Regions from separate parts of the Triticum aestivum genome. Here region 1 is linked to region 2. A link is a contact called in public Hi-C data. All regions are on one chromosome and are shown on one strand. Each heading gives the region's core, a stretch centred on a gene start, on an enhancer-like site or on the middle of the called end of the contact. The rest is flanking DNA. Distances are from core to core; before and after follow the strand shown.

Region 1 (6,245 bases), core at 3,250-5,749, 500 kb after region 2:
GCGCGCCATGAGCAACGCAGCCTGCGCGTTTGCAGGCCCGCGACGAGCGTGAGACGATGAAGCGGCCGCCGGGGTTAGCGACGGAGTGGCCGTGCGTCCATCCCGCCGCACAAAGGGCTGAATCAACGATGCCTGCTGCTCGTGGGCCGCGGGAACGGTGGCAGCGTTGGCCGCAGGCGACGGGGAACGGCGGGGAGCACCGTCGCCGGCGGGTGCGGTCTGAGCAACGCGGGCGGCCCGACGCTCAGCACGAACTCGATGAGCATCAGCCATGGGGATGGCGAAACGGTGGCGAATCGACTGGAGGAAGAGAGGCTCCGACGCACCCCTACCTGGTGCGCCAAATGTCGGATTTCGGGTTTCGCAGACCCTTGAGAGGTTCGAACTCTGGGGTGCGTGCGAAGAACTCAACCTCCCCAGTCTGCCTACTCGCCAATCTCACGGCCTAGTTCGATGAACTGGATGGAAATGGGACATGGCAGTTTATGCAGGTTCGGGCCACCTTGCGGTGTAAAACCCTACTCCTGCTTTGTGGTGGATTGGCCTCGAGAGGCTGAGGATGAACTAGTACAGTGGGAGAACAACCAAAGGAGGAGGAGTGTTCTTGTGCTCGAGTGAGCTGGTGAGTGTGAGGATGGAATGGATCCGATCCCATCCCTCTCTATGGTAGTGGTTAGGTCCTATTTATAGTGTCATTGGTCCTCTTCCCAAAAGGAAGGCGGGAAGGGATCCCACAACGGCCAAATTTGAAAGGAGACAATTAGTACATGTTATCCTGACAAAAGTAGTCTTCGCCTGCGAAAGCCTCTGGTCGTGACGCTGTGGTGGGCTCGGCGATGACCTCCGTCCTGTCGTCCTGGCGGCCTTGGTCTTGTTGCACCGGAATGAAAACCTTTGGCTGATTCTTCGGGACTCCGCGCTTGCGCTTGCCTCTTTAGCACCGAAGAGGAAACTAGTACACTGCGCCCGCTGGCGCCCGCCTGGCCTTGGTCGTCATGGCTCACGTCATTCGAACCTCACGAAGTGAGGCTTGCATAGAGATCTCCGCTTCTCAGGAGGAAGCCTGAGGAAGCCGCTCCTACTGGAGGTCTTGCTGTCGTCCGCCTCGCGAGGCTTGGCCCCTCGCGAGGGTCTTGAATTGTTGATGCTGAAGCTGGGTTGTACCAGGCCGTCGATGGAGCCAAGCCATGGGCCGCAAACAGGCAAGTCTGGGTGCCCCCGTTCCCAGAACGCCGACAACGATGGGATTTGGATGGGATTTGAGGCGGTCACGACTGGATTAGGGCTGGCGGCGGCTCGACGGCGAGGGGTAGGAGGTGGCTGCAGAGGCGACGGATTTATCCGAAACAACGTGGTGGTGGCTACGGGCGAAGCGGCAGGAAAGGGAAGGAAATTTCGGCACGGCAGTGAAGGCAGTTTCACTGCACGCGCGGCATGTGCCTTTTTGGGCAGGGGGAAGTGATGTATATTTACATCACCGGAGGCAAAATATGCACCACGCCCTAATTTTTTAATTGTTGCCAAATTTTACATCACCGGCTGCAGTTGGAGAACGTTTTTTGCTCCGCGGTGATGTAAAAAGTGGTTAATCCTTATTTTGCATCACCTATTGAACATGCTCTTAGTAGCTACCAATGTCAATTACACCTAACAGGAGCTAGTCAATAGCTAAATTTTAGGCGATGATCGGATTTGCTCTAAAACCAAGAAATTTTATAAACTCGTTAATTTTTTTAAGGGGGGACCAAGATATAGTGGAACCGTGCTTTACAAGTCCACTCTCACCAATAGGTTCTTCCCGGTGAGAAAGAAAAATGAGCATTATAAGATATCATTGCGACTGGCAGGACCATTTCAAAAAAGTTACTCCGTACTCAGCTGGACTGGCATAAATTACCATGTCCATCCTTTTGACAATTCTAAATCTGAAAACCGTAATAGTTCATGTCGACTGGATATTCCCTCACAGTGGCATACCACAACTACTCGTACTCAGTTCTTATAGCATTAAAGCTCATGCACAAGCCCGTCGTGGTTACATTTTTGTAACCTCAGTTGGTGTTCACCATTAATAGCATACACGCACGAATTGTTTTGCAAATGAAATGGGGCATCAATAATCCCGAAGACAGACGCACACATGAAATTTCTTGTGATCTATAATAAGGCCATAATAATCACTTTAATCTGAGATTCGGCATGCAAACCATGGCGATTCTTCATCTTTGTTCCTGTCGCAGTTTATATAGAATAATAACGAAACATTTTTAAGTTTGAAAGCAACATCCGAAGAACAGGTCAAGTAGCATATATGCACCAACGAAAAAGTCGCGCTACAAGATTTTGCGCCGCCGCCGCCCTTCTCCCGATGCTAGACATGTTATTGCGTGGTATAATTGAAAATATTGTTTTGTATAAAAATTTGTTAATTATATCCTATAAATATCAACTATGAGGCATAATCTATTTGTGTGGAAGCACAAAATCAGCAAATGCGTTTGATCCAATTTTAAACTGAAGGTTGAACTATCCACTCTCACTTTCCTACTTCCTCTCTATCCCATGCAGATCGGCGGTGACCAGCACCCGCTCGATTCATCGAACTGGCAGCCAGATCTGTCGAGCCCGGACTAGGATTCGTCGGCCTCGACGTCCCCTACACCACGTCCTCCCCATCTCCACGGCCGCGCCACCCTCGTCAACTTTCCATGGAAGATGCGAGAAGTGACACACTAGCACATAGGAGTAGCAGTAAGAGACACGCAGATTCATGAGCAAGCAGCAGGAGGAGCTTAGCAAGGTGGAACCATGGAAGTAGCAGAGGAAAGTATTACCTGGTGGTTGACTTTTCATCGTAACTGGTGGCGTGGCTGACATCGCCCTTCCTCGTGTTGGCTGGAGTCGAGCTGGAGGTAGTCCCCACCGCTTATAAGAGAACGACACCACCGTCGCTCACAGCTCAGGTGGGAACTGGAAGGGATGTGAATCCAAACTAGAGTATCCTTGCCTCGTGGGTTAGGACTAATATTGAGAATGAGAGGCGTAAGGGCTATTGATCGTTGAGGAGTGACTTTGGGTTGTTGGGTTATTTTTTTCTCTGTTTTAGATTTTTGCATGACCCTAGAACTTTTAGCGACGAAATAGCACACTATTACGCGGTTAGGGCCGCAAGCAGCCATATTTGCTAGAACTTAGCGCTTGCTCTCCTAATACACTACAGCAACACTATAACATTCAAATAGCACTACCCGCAAAAAAAATAAATTCGAATAGCACTCTATTTCTTTCGTTGATACGCCATAAAGTCTATGCCTCTTTTCATATGCCCTATTTTTGAAAGAATTTTCTTTACTTGTATATATGCACACAAATGAGTGGGGTGTTTTGGTGACCGGGCTCCATAGAGTCCTTTATTTTCAAACTTTCTCGTTTGAAAAAGCGTGAAAAAATATGCAAGTATACAAGGACGAAATGTATATGTGTGTAAAAATTAAGGATAAAATACCTTGAAATGCGACCTGTAAAAAATAAATTCATGAACTTTGAGAATGAATGGTGTCATGTGTAGAAAAGCCCTAGATTTGTCTTTTTTGCACAGCCCTCATTTCAACGTATTTCGTTTTGAAATTTTACACACATGTACATTATGCCTTCATGTACATCTATATTTTATCAGAATGTTTTGATGAATTTTTAATTTTGCAAATGTAAGCTCCATAAAGCTCGTCCTCCACAAGCAATTTTCACACTATATATCTCTCTCTCTGGTGTCTCGACAGTTGTCGGAGCAGCCATGTCACGTCGAACATGTGCGTGAGGCGATGGGAAGAAGGCGCGCTGCTCAAATTGCCACTTGTTGGCGCTCCAGCGACGCTCGGGACGGGCGGGCGGGCATCTCTGCGCTTCGGTTGTGGTCATCGATCGGCCGGTGAGTCAAAGCTGGTGGTAAAAGGAAAAAAGAAAAGGGTAGCAAGATTTGGAAAAATCTTATCGCGGGCTGGCCTCGCCTCTCGTGTCGTGTCGAGGGGCCACCGGCCCCGGCGCGGCTTTAATGCCCCAGCTTATCGCTTCGAGGAGATGAACCCCACACGCCTCCCCTCGCCTTCACTCACGGCGCCCCGCATGCCCGATTTTAGAAAGAGCCGAACACGATCGAGGAGGGGAGGCACGCCTGCCATCGATCCATCCACCCAGCCTGGCCGCCGGGCGGGCGACGCCGCTGGCTAGCTCGATTCGATCTGGCGCGGCGCGGCGACAGCTAGCAGCTAGCTTGCTACCTAGCATGGCCGCGTCCGCAGCGCCGGGCGCCATCGACCCATCGCTCGATCGTGCCCTTGTATGCGCTAGATCGATGCAACCAACCACCCCTCTCGCGCGCGGCGGGATCGGAGTAGGAAAACCCTAGCCAGCCAGCCGCGGAATGTTCCGGCGCTGCACGTTCTCCGCTCGTCGCTGCCATACCGCGGGCCCAACACGTGCGTGCCCGGCTACCTCCCCCAACCCCTCGGCCTATATATCCGGCCTCCCAACACCCGTCTCTCCCCACTTCTCCCATCTCCCCCATCGATCTCGCAAAAAAAACGCCAGCGTCCGTGCCGCGTGCGGTGGCCGCGGCGGCGGTGTGCGTTGAAGGTGCGCGGCGCGGCTGCTTAGCTCGGCAAGGACCGGTACGGGCGCCGAACGGTGACAGAAGAGAGTGAGCACACGGCCGGTCGTTACGGCACCGCCCGGGTGTGCCGTCGCGGCCGCGTGCTCACTGCTCTTCCTGTCATCCACTCTCCCGCTTCCCTTCCGGCCTTCGCCGTGGCTGGCTGCCCGTGCTAGCACACCGCCGCCGCGTCCACAGCACAGGCCGGCCGTCGTTTTTGCGTCATCGTATGCCGTACAGACTACCCCGCAATTTTGTGTTCATGCCGCTCTCTGCAAGTTTCCATTTCTGGGAGGCTAGAGCGTACGGCGCCGCGCGCGTGGGTACGCTTTCGCGCACGGATTCCCTCCCTTTTCTCTCGGTACGAAGATGCTACCTTTTGCTTTGATAAATTCTCTCATCTTTTCCAAGGGATTTTACCGTTACCCGCTGCTGCTCGCTCCGGCCTTGGGAAGGGAAAAAGGCATTTACTGCGGCGCCGCTGATTGATTCAGCTATAGCTGGTTCCAAGAATCTGGATCTTGAAGCAACCGAGGTTAAAAAATATATTCCTTATGGATCTCCGTAAATTTTTGTCAGATCTACTACAGTATCGCATGTTTTGATTACGATTGCTTTCGGCTTACATTAGTCTGGAATGTTCATGGCAGATCAACCTACTGAGATTAGTCCGGGGATGGACGATCTAGAGGCAAATACGCGCATGGATCGATAGCTCAGATCTGCTTACCACTTGACTCTTTTCTTGCCAGGTAATTGCAGATTTCTTGCGCAGCGCTGCGCTGCATGCTGTCCCTATGTTCTTCAATTTTTACACGTGGCGTCGCTGTCGAAAGTAATTGCGTGGTGTAACATATTTGTCTCCTATAGCCAGCTGCTTGCTGCTGGAGTAAAGGGTAGGGACTGCTACCTAGGTCATTGTCGGGCACGTCACTGTTCCATTGGTGACGTCTCGTACTTATCTCCGGGAAGAAAAGCGGCCGCGCGTAGTTATCTCTAGGATCGATTCTTCCTCCGAACGCATGTGTGGAGCTAGATCCGCCGATCAGTTGATTTAGGCTCAGTTTACGGTTTGTTGAGCTCTACTTTGCCGTGTTTAGTTCATAATTTGTTTAGGAAATTAGCCATAAAGTAGTCAAATGCGGATCAAACAAACACTAATATAAGATTGCAAGAACTCGCAGCAATATTAAACGGAGCCTTGGGATAGATCTAGATGTGCAACTCCTGTTGTTTTGTGTCTCTCGCTCAAGGATTTAGTTTTGCTTGCTGTTTGATCATAGATACGATTAATTCAAAATGGTGACCACAGAAAAAATAGAGATCAATGGTAACGACTTTAGATTACTCTTGAAAGGTGCTGCTCTCTTACAATATACTCCCTCCCTCCGTTCCTAAATATAAGTCTTTTTAGAGATTTTAATATGGACTACATACGGAGCAAAATGAATGAATCTCACTCTAAAGTACGTCTATATACATCCGTATGTACTTCATATTGAAATCTTGTAAAAGACCTATATTTAGGAACGGAGGGAGTAGATTCAAGCGAACCCTAAAATGTTGGTCTTTTTTCAACATAAAATGCAGTTCTCTC
Region 2 (6,891 bases), core at 39-2,538:
GATTCCTGGTGACAGCCATTTTTGCAGGTATTTTCTCGCGCTGCTCTTGTTTTTGGGCCGGCCCACCCAGACGCTCTGTGAGCGCCGGTTGCCTTCCGCAGCGCCTGCAGCGCCCAGGATCTCCCCGTATTCCGCCCGACTAGATGCTTTTTTCTTTTGTACAGAAAAAAAGAAAAAATGGCAAGATGGGCCTAGCCCAATTAGATGCGCCTGCAGGCGACGGTTGGCGAACCGGCGCATAAGCGCCAAATAGGATTTGCCGGAATTCCTAACCAAAAGGTTTGCTGGTTCCTCCCCTCATTGACGAACGGATCATTTGCACCGGCGTTCCCCTGTTGGGAACGTCAGCCAAATACTGGGGTCTTTTACGAAATTGCTGTGAATAAGATTGTTTTGACACACGAGTTTTGTACGATCGATGGTGCTACCTGCAATACATATGCGATGAACGGCTGTAGTTTTGTGTCGTACGAATATCGTATGTCGAGCCCTGCTATGTGTACGACACTCACTGTCTGAATTTTGCATGACACATCAGATCAATCCATTAATGCATGCAACGGAGGTTCAGCAGACCATTGGATTGAGCATCGTACACGTCTCTTTTTTTTTTTCACGAATACACGTGAATGTGTGTATCATTCATTAAAGAAGAGGCGGGAAGACTCTCAAGTCCACAGTTACAACAATGTTTACATGCCGAGTTTACCCGACACCACCATGAAAGCCTATCCGCTACTCCTCACGATCTATCCTACCAACATCCACCTGAAAACCCGACACATTGCTTTTCATGAGGCCAGCTTTAGCCCACAAGGTCCCCTCCTCTCTCAACTTAAGAGTAATCGCAGGCAGAGATGGCGTTGCACCATTAAACACGATGTCATTGTGGTGTTTCCACAACATCCACATTCCAAGGAGGCATTTTGCCCGAGTCGATTTGTGGTCTACTGAGCATTGGTCTTGTCTGAAGCACCAATCGGCAAGGCCTTCAGCCAAAGGAGGTTCAAATTCCTGTCTACATGTGGTTTGTCCCATCCAATGCCAAACTTGCTTAGCAAAAGCAAAGACACAGCCCACTAGCAGATGCTCTATGGTTTCTTCATGTTGGCTGCATAGAGGACATGTGTCTTGATGCGGCAGTCCGCGGCGTACACGTCTCGGCCAGAGAAGAATCGTAAGCACAGTAGTTTCGCTCGATTTGTGACACAACGAGCACCGTCGGTGTGGCTCCACCCCTTGGCAAATATGATGAGACCTGCATGCGTCATGCTTGATCCAGATCCATCCATGGGCCACATCCACATGTAGTACAGTACCGTCCCGATTGACGTACGTACCCCCCTGACGGGCGGCCTGACCGCCAGCCAAAACTGACTGCCAACATCCGTACAATCTGGCGCGCATCGTCGATCAACCGACCCATCAGTCTCAGGCTTAATACCATAAATGAATGTTGAAAAGCGAAAACGGTCCAGGCTTAATCTGTGCGCCACATGACAGCTCAAGTGGGCAGGCATTTGATATCCTGCAATGCATCATCATGCATGCCCTTGATCGACTAGCTAACTAAGCTAGCGTGAAGTGGTGCCCACCCTAGTGACCGACCAATCACGGACAAGATTAAAGGAAGAGTCTACAGCGAAGTCCAAACATAAAAAAGATGTATATACGTGCTCAACACTTGTCGGGTACCCAGCGTGCATACAATACAAGTATATGTACTAGCAGTTGCGTTGCTTAGTTTTTAGGCGGTTCATCGTCCTGGCTTCGGCGATGGCGATGACGGCGCTCAATAAATAAAGTTTCTTGAGATCTCCGACAAGGCAATCGGTCCTATGATTGGGGATGGATTTGAAATGCAGCATGTTCAAGCAAAGATGGTGCGGCGGCGGCAACATCCTCGTGGACATGTGTCCTCGAGTTCCATCGTTGCGACGGCGTTTGCTCTAGCGCCGGCGCAGAGCTTGGGAGATAGTCCAAGAGCAGATGCAGATTGTGGTCTGCATCGGCGGCATCTGTAAGATGGTGGATCGTGTACTGGATTCGTAGACGTGGATGGCAGGTATGATTTCCTCCTCCGGCGTCTTAGTCATGTGGGGTTGCAAGATCTGGAGTTCGATGGCATGTCTGGGGTGTTGTTCCGGTCTGATTCGTTCAACGGTAATGGTTTCACCTATGGCGAGCCACCTTGGAGATTCGCAAAACTGCATATCAGCGATGGAGCCGCATCAAGCTCGGGTGTGGAGGTGATCCGTCATTTTGTTTCTTTGATGGATAATGTGGTAGTGTCAAAGGCAGGTGACGGTGTTGGTGCCAAGCTCATAAGTTTCTTCAATCTTCTTCGTAGTTTTACTTCTTGGCCGATGTTTCTTTATGCAAAGGCTAGCTTTCTGCTATTTGTTTAGTTTAACCATGTCAGTATGTATGTGATTGGTACAATGTTTCTTATGATATAAATGAGACGTATTACCATAAAAAATTCCAATAACGTGACAGGTTGGTTAGCTTTGATGTGCGACATGTGATCATTTTTCTTTCGCGAAGTGACATGTGATCAGTTATTGCACGTGGAATCATGATTATATTTCTTTAAAATAGATTTAAGAAAGTCTACAATAAAGTGAATTGCCTTTTCTTTTTTGATGTACAATAAAGTCTACAATGAAGTGTATTGCCCTTTCTTATAGAATAGACTATGTGAATTGCCTTTTCTTAGAATAAACTTTTCCCTCGCCTCGTGGGCCGCACGCGCGTGCGGCTCCGGAGGCTCCCCAAACCCTAGGCCCAGCCCCTCCTCAGATCCACTCCCCAGGCCGCTGCCGCCGCCGCCGGCGGTCGTGCCCGGTCGACGAAGGCGGCGGGTGCTGGCTGAGCCCCTCGACGGCACCCCTTCGCGCGGAGCGGGACGTCCCCGGGCAGCCATAGTGGTGGGGTGGCCGGCGGCGCGATTCGTGGCGACGGTCACCAGAGCACGGCAGAAAGCGCGGCACGGCAGGACGGTGGAGCCGGCGAGGTGCGCTGCAGGATGGTGGTCGAGGAAGTTGCGCCAGCACTGCTTGCGGCGGCGGCGCGTGCTCAGCCATGGAGGCGGCGGCGCCATGGAGGCCCTGCTAGGAAGGGCGCTGGCGGGCAGCGGGCGGCCTACTGCCTCCGTGTGAGGGGTGCTCGGTGCTGCCTCGGGAGAGCTGGCGCGGGGGTGTGCTCGGAGGTGCGGGTCAGATCGGATCTAGTGGCAGTCCCTGGTGTGGGTGGAGGCCGATGCGGCTGATCTGGCCCTTGCACGGCATGGCTAGTTGCGGTTGCTCTTCGTCCGTGTTGTTGATGTTGGTCTTGGTTGCGCTCTCTCGGCAGTGCGGGTGGGGGAGATCCATTGCTGCGCGACTTCGACGACAGATTGCTGCGGCGGCAGCGGTGTGAGACATCTTGGATAGTGCTGCCCGAAACCTTGGGAGGAGTGGAGATGTGCGCCATTATGGATGAAAATCATGTTCGGTTTTGGCCGGACCGGCGGCGATGGCACCTGTGGGTGTCATTCCCCTCCCTAGAGGTGTCGTCGCATGTGTCACCATTTCCCTCCCTTGCTTGGTGTTGGCGGTTGTCTCCGGGTGAAAACCTTGATTCGGTGATGGATCGGTACGATGGCGGCGTCTTCGGCGTCGTTCCTCTGTTGGGAGCATCGTGCCGGGAGACATGGATTTCCTATGGTGTGCTCCTCCGGTGTTCACAGCTGCCCTAATCATTCTTCTCTAGCGCTATGTACGGTCATCGCTGGTGAATCCTAGACGGTGCCTTCCTCGGGTTGGATCGAGTCCTGCCATCCTCTTGCCACCTCCTTTAGGCATCAAGGGGGGATGGTGCGTCGACAAGAGAAGCTTTTACGAGTAGTTGTTCTTCGGAGGTGACCGACATCGATCAAGACACGGCGAGGTTTTCGATTTTGGGTTGGCTCTTTTGTGTTGTTGTTGTGTTGTCGTGGGTGGCTGTCCTTTGGACTAGCGTGGTGTGAAGTTGTGCTACACTTGTTGTTCGCAGCGAGTGGTAGTCGTCTTTTACTTACAATTCACTTCTTCTATAAAGCTACGGTACGCAATTTGCATACTCTCGAAAACAGGTGGAGTCATGTTCTAGTGTCGCCTTCACCTTCTCCCCCGATTTCCCCCTCCCTCAGTTTCTCTATTTTGGTTTCCTTTTGGTTATTTTGGCTTTTTTGGTAATCTCAACAGACACTGCACAAAATAAAAAACAACATAAATAAATTAACTTGAAATAATCAAAACAAAATCGGTACTTTTCAAAACCACGTCATGCTTTAATTCAATAAAATAAAATAAAATCAATTCTTATCAAACTTTCAACTCAATCAAAACTTTCTTTCCCTTCGCCTATCCATACTCAAATAAAGTCAAATCTTACAAAATCCCAAATAAATCGAAACTTCACTTGTCTTCCCCTACCCGCACTCAAATAAAACTAGATAACGCCCTGCGCGTTGCTGCGGAAATTTTAGCAATGAACTTTAAATATATGAGAATAGTATTGCAGGTAAATGGAGGGTGGATGCATGTTATATTGTCTGGTGACATTCAAGTTCAATTATTTAATGTTGGAAAATAAAAATAAAAATGAATGGTGTGAAGGGCTTTCATGTTCTTCGATGGCGCGGACGGCTTTGCATGTAGTAGTAAGTAAAAAAGTTGAATTGCTACATGGGCGCTTGATGACTCGGAGGGCATGCACATGGTGAAAAGTTGATTGGTTGCATGCTCTTGATAATGTGGATGGCTGCATGTGCATTTAAATGATAGGTGGTTGTGTGAGATATATCTGATGATGTGGACAACTTGCATGTTAAGATAAATAAGATAGTGAGGATGAACTTCTTAGGTATACAGGATTAAATCTTATCAAAATCTGTAATATGATGAGTATAAGGTATACGTGGGACATGATTGATGTTGAACCACTAAAATATTTAAGCCCCCGTTGCAATGCACATGCAAATAGCTAGTTTGTTCAAGCTGTCATTGTCGGGGTAAAAGTCGATGATGACATTGATCATTCGTATAGACCTAAAATAGATTGCATAGAGTATTTTATGTTGCCAACTCTATTCAACATTCTTATTGGTACTCTCACAATCCTCATAGCAAAGGCTAAGCTGGATGGCTTGGGTGGTGCCCATGTCAGGTCCATTAAATAGTCATTTGGTTGTTTGAGCAATTGTTCGTTGTTAAAGAAAATCACAAAAATGAATTGTTCTATTTTGGACGGACACATGAAAGAAGAAGATTATCATTACAAACAACTTTTCAGTTACGACATTCGTAAGCTTCCATTTATCTATCTAGGATACTTATTCACTATTGAAAGCATGCAAATAAAGAGTGAAGGTGCATTGAGGACATGTTTGAAAAGAAAATTTGATGTCATGCGAAGGATATTTGGTCCTAGTAAATTTGGTACTCACTATTACTATCTATTTTCATGCTCTCATTCTTTGAAGTACCAAATGGGTGCGAAAAATACTTTATTATCGATACAAATTATTCTGGTAAATGAAAAACTTAAGAAAAATAACACCGCTTAGCGAAGTGAGGTATATTGTGTAGGCCTGAAGACCAAGATGGTATGTGCATTGGGCTCCTTGAGATTAAGAAAACATGATTGCTTAGAAAATGGCTACATGAGCTTGTTACGAAGGAGGAAGGTGTGTGGCTACAGTTATTGTGCAACAAATACCTTCATTCCAAGACTTTGTCTCGAGTCACGTCTCAGCCAACAGACTCACCTTTTTTACCTATAAGGGTGGCCCCTTTACTACAGAGGAAGACATACGAATCTTACCCCCGTCGAGTTCGGTCTCCGGGGGTGCTAATATCAGGTACCGGTTTCCAGAGTACCGATCTGCAAGGTACCCTTTCCAAAGGAAGGGCCTGATGAGAGCAAAGAGTGGGTTATTTAATAGAGGATGTTTTATATGGTTGATGATAACTCTACTGCACTATTTTTGAAGGATACCTGGTTACATAATACACCACTCACACTGTGGTAGCCGACACTCTATAATATTGCGTAACGGAAAGAGGTGTTTATTGGTACATTATTCATTAAATATCTAGTTGAGCTAAAACCCCTCTCTTCCCCTCTTTCCATATTATCAAGTTGAAGAAATATTTGCTGGATAATGATGTTCAAATTGACAAACTTTGTTGGAAACATGACCTAGAGGCAATAATAAAGTTGTTATTATCATATTTTCCTTGTTCTTGATAAGTGTTTATTATCCATGATATAATTGTATTAACTGGAAACTCAAATACATGTGTCGATACATAAACAAACACCGTGTCCCTAGTGAGCCTTTACTACACTAGCTCGTTGATTAAGGTTTCCTAACCATACACATGAGTTGTCATTTAATAATGAGATCACATCATTAGGAGAATGATGTGATGGACAGACCTGATCATAAGCTTAGCATATGATCTTGTCACTTAGTTTATCTGCTTTAGATTCTTAATGTCAAGTATCTTCCTTAGACCATGAGATCATGCCACTCCCTAATACCGGAAGAATGCTGTGTGGGTATTAACCAACACTTCATAATTGGGTGATCATAAAGGTGCTCTTCAGGTATCTCGGAAGGTACTAGTTGGGTTTGTTGTAAATATACCCTAGAGGCAATAATAAAGTGGTTATTATTATATTTCCTTCTTCATGATAATCGTTTATTATCCATGCTATAATTGTATTGATTGGAAACTCAAATACATGTGTGGATGCATAGGCAACAACATGTCCCTAGTGAGCCTCTACCGGGCTAGCTCATTGATCAAAGATGGCTATGGTTTCCTAGTCATAGACATGCATGAGTTGCCATTGATAACG

What was found. Hi-C and Micro-C count contacts between places; a contact is called where the count stands out from the background.
Region 1: a contact with region 2 is called in a Hi-C map of leaf, with 2.4 times the contacts expected there. The contact joins two enhancer-like sites. A contact is called at or near these places in 2 of 5 Hi-C or Micro-C datasets (leaf and an unstated tissue).

Annotation. Positions count from the first base shown.
Region 1 is chr6D:309,587,717-309,593,961 of IWGSC CS RefSeq v2.1, forward strand. No RefSeq gene overlaps it. Among protein-coding and RNA genes, the nearest start is that of LOC123141525, 180 kb to the right of the region's middle. Within about 2 kb of position 4,500, at least 3 of the 8 cell types and tissues checked have an H3K27ac peak or open chromatin away from gene starts, as enhancers often do.
Region 2 is chr6D:309,089,308-309,096,198 of IWGSC CS RefSeq v2.1, forward strand. No RefSeq gene overlaps it. Among protein-coding and RNA genes, the nearest start is that of LOC123144799, 180 kb to the left of the region's middle. Within about 2 kb of position 1,289, at least 3 of the 8 cell types and tissues checked have an H3K27ac peak or open chromatin away from gene starts, as enhancers often do.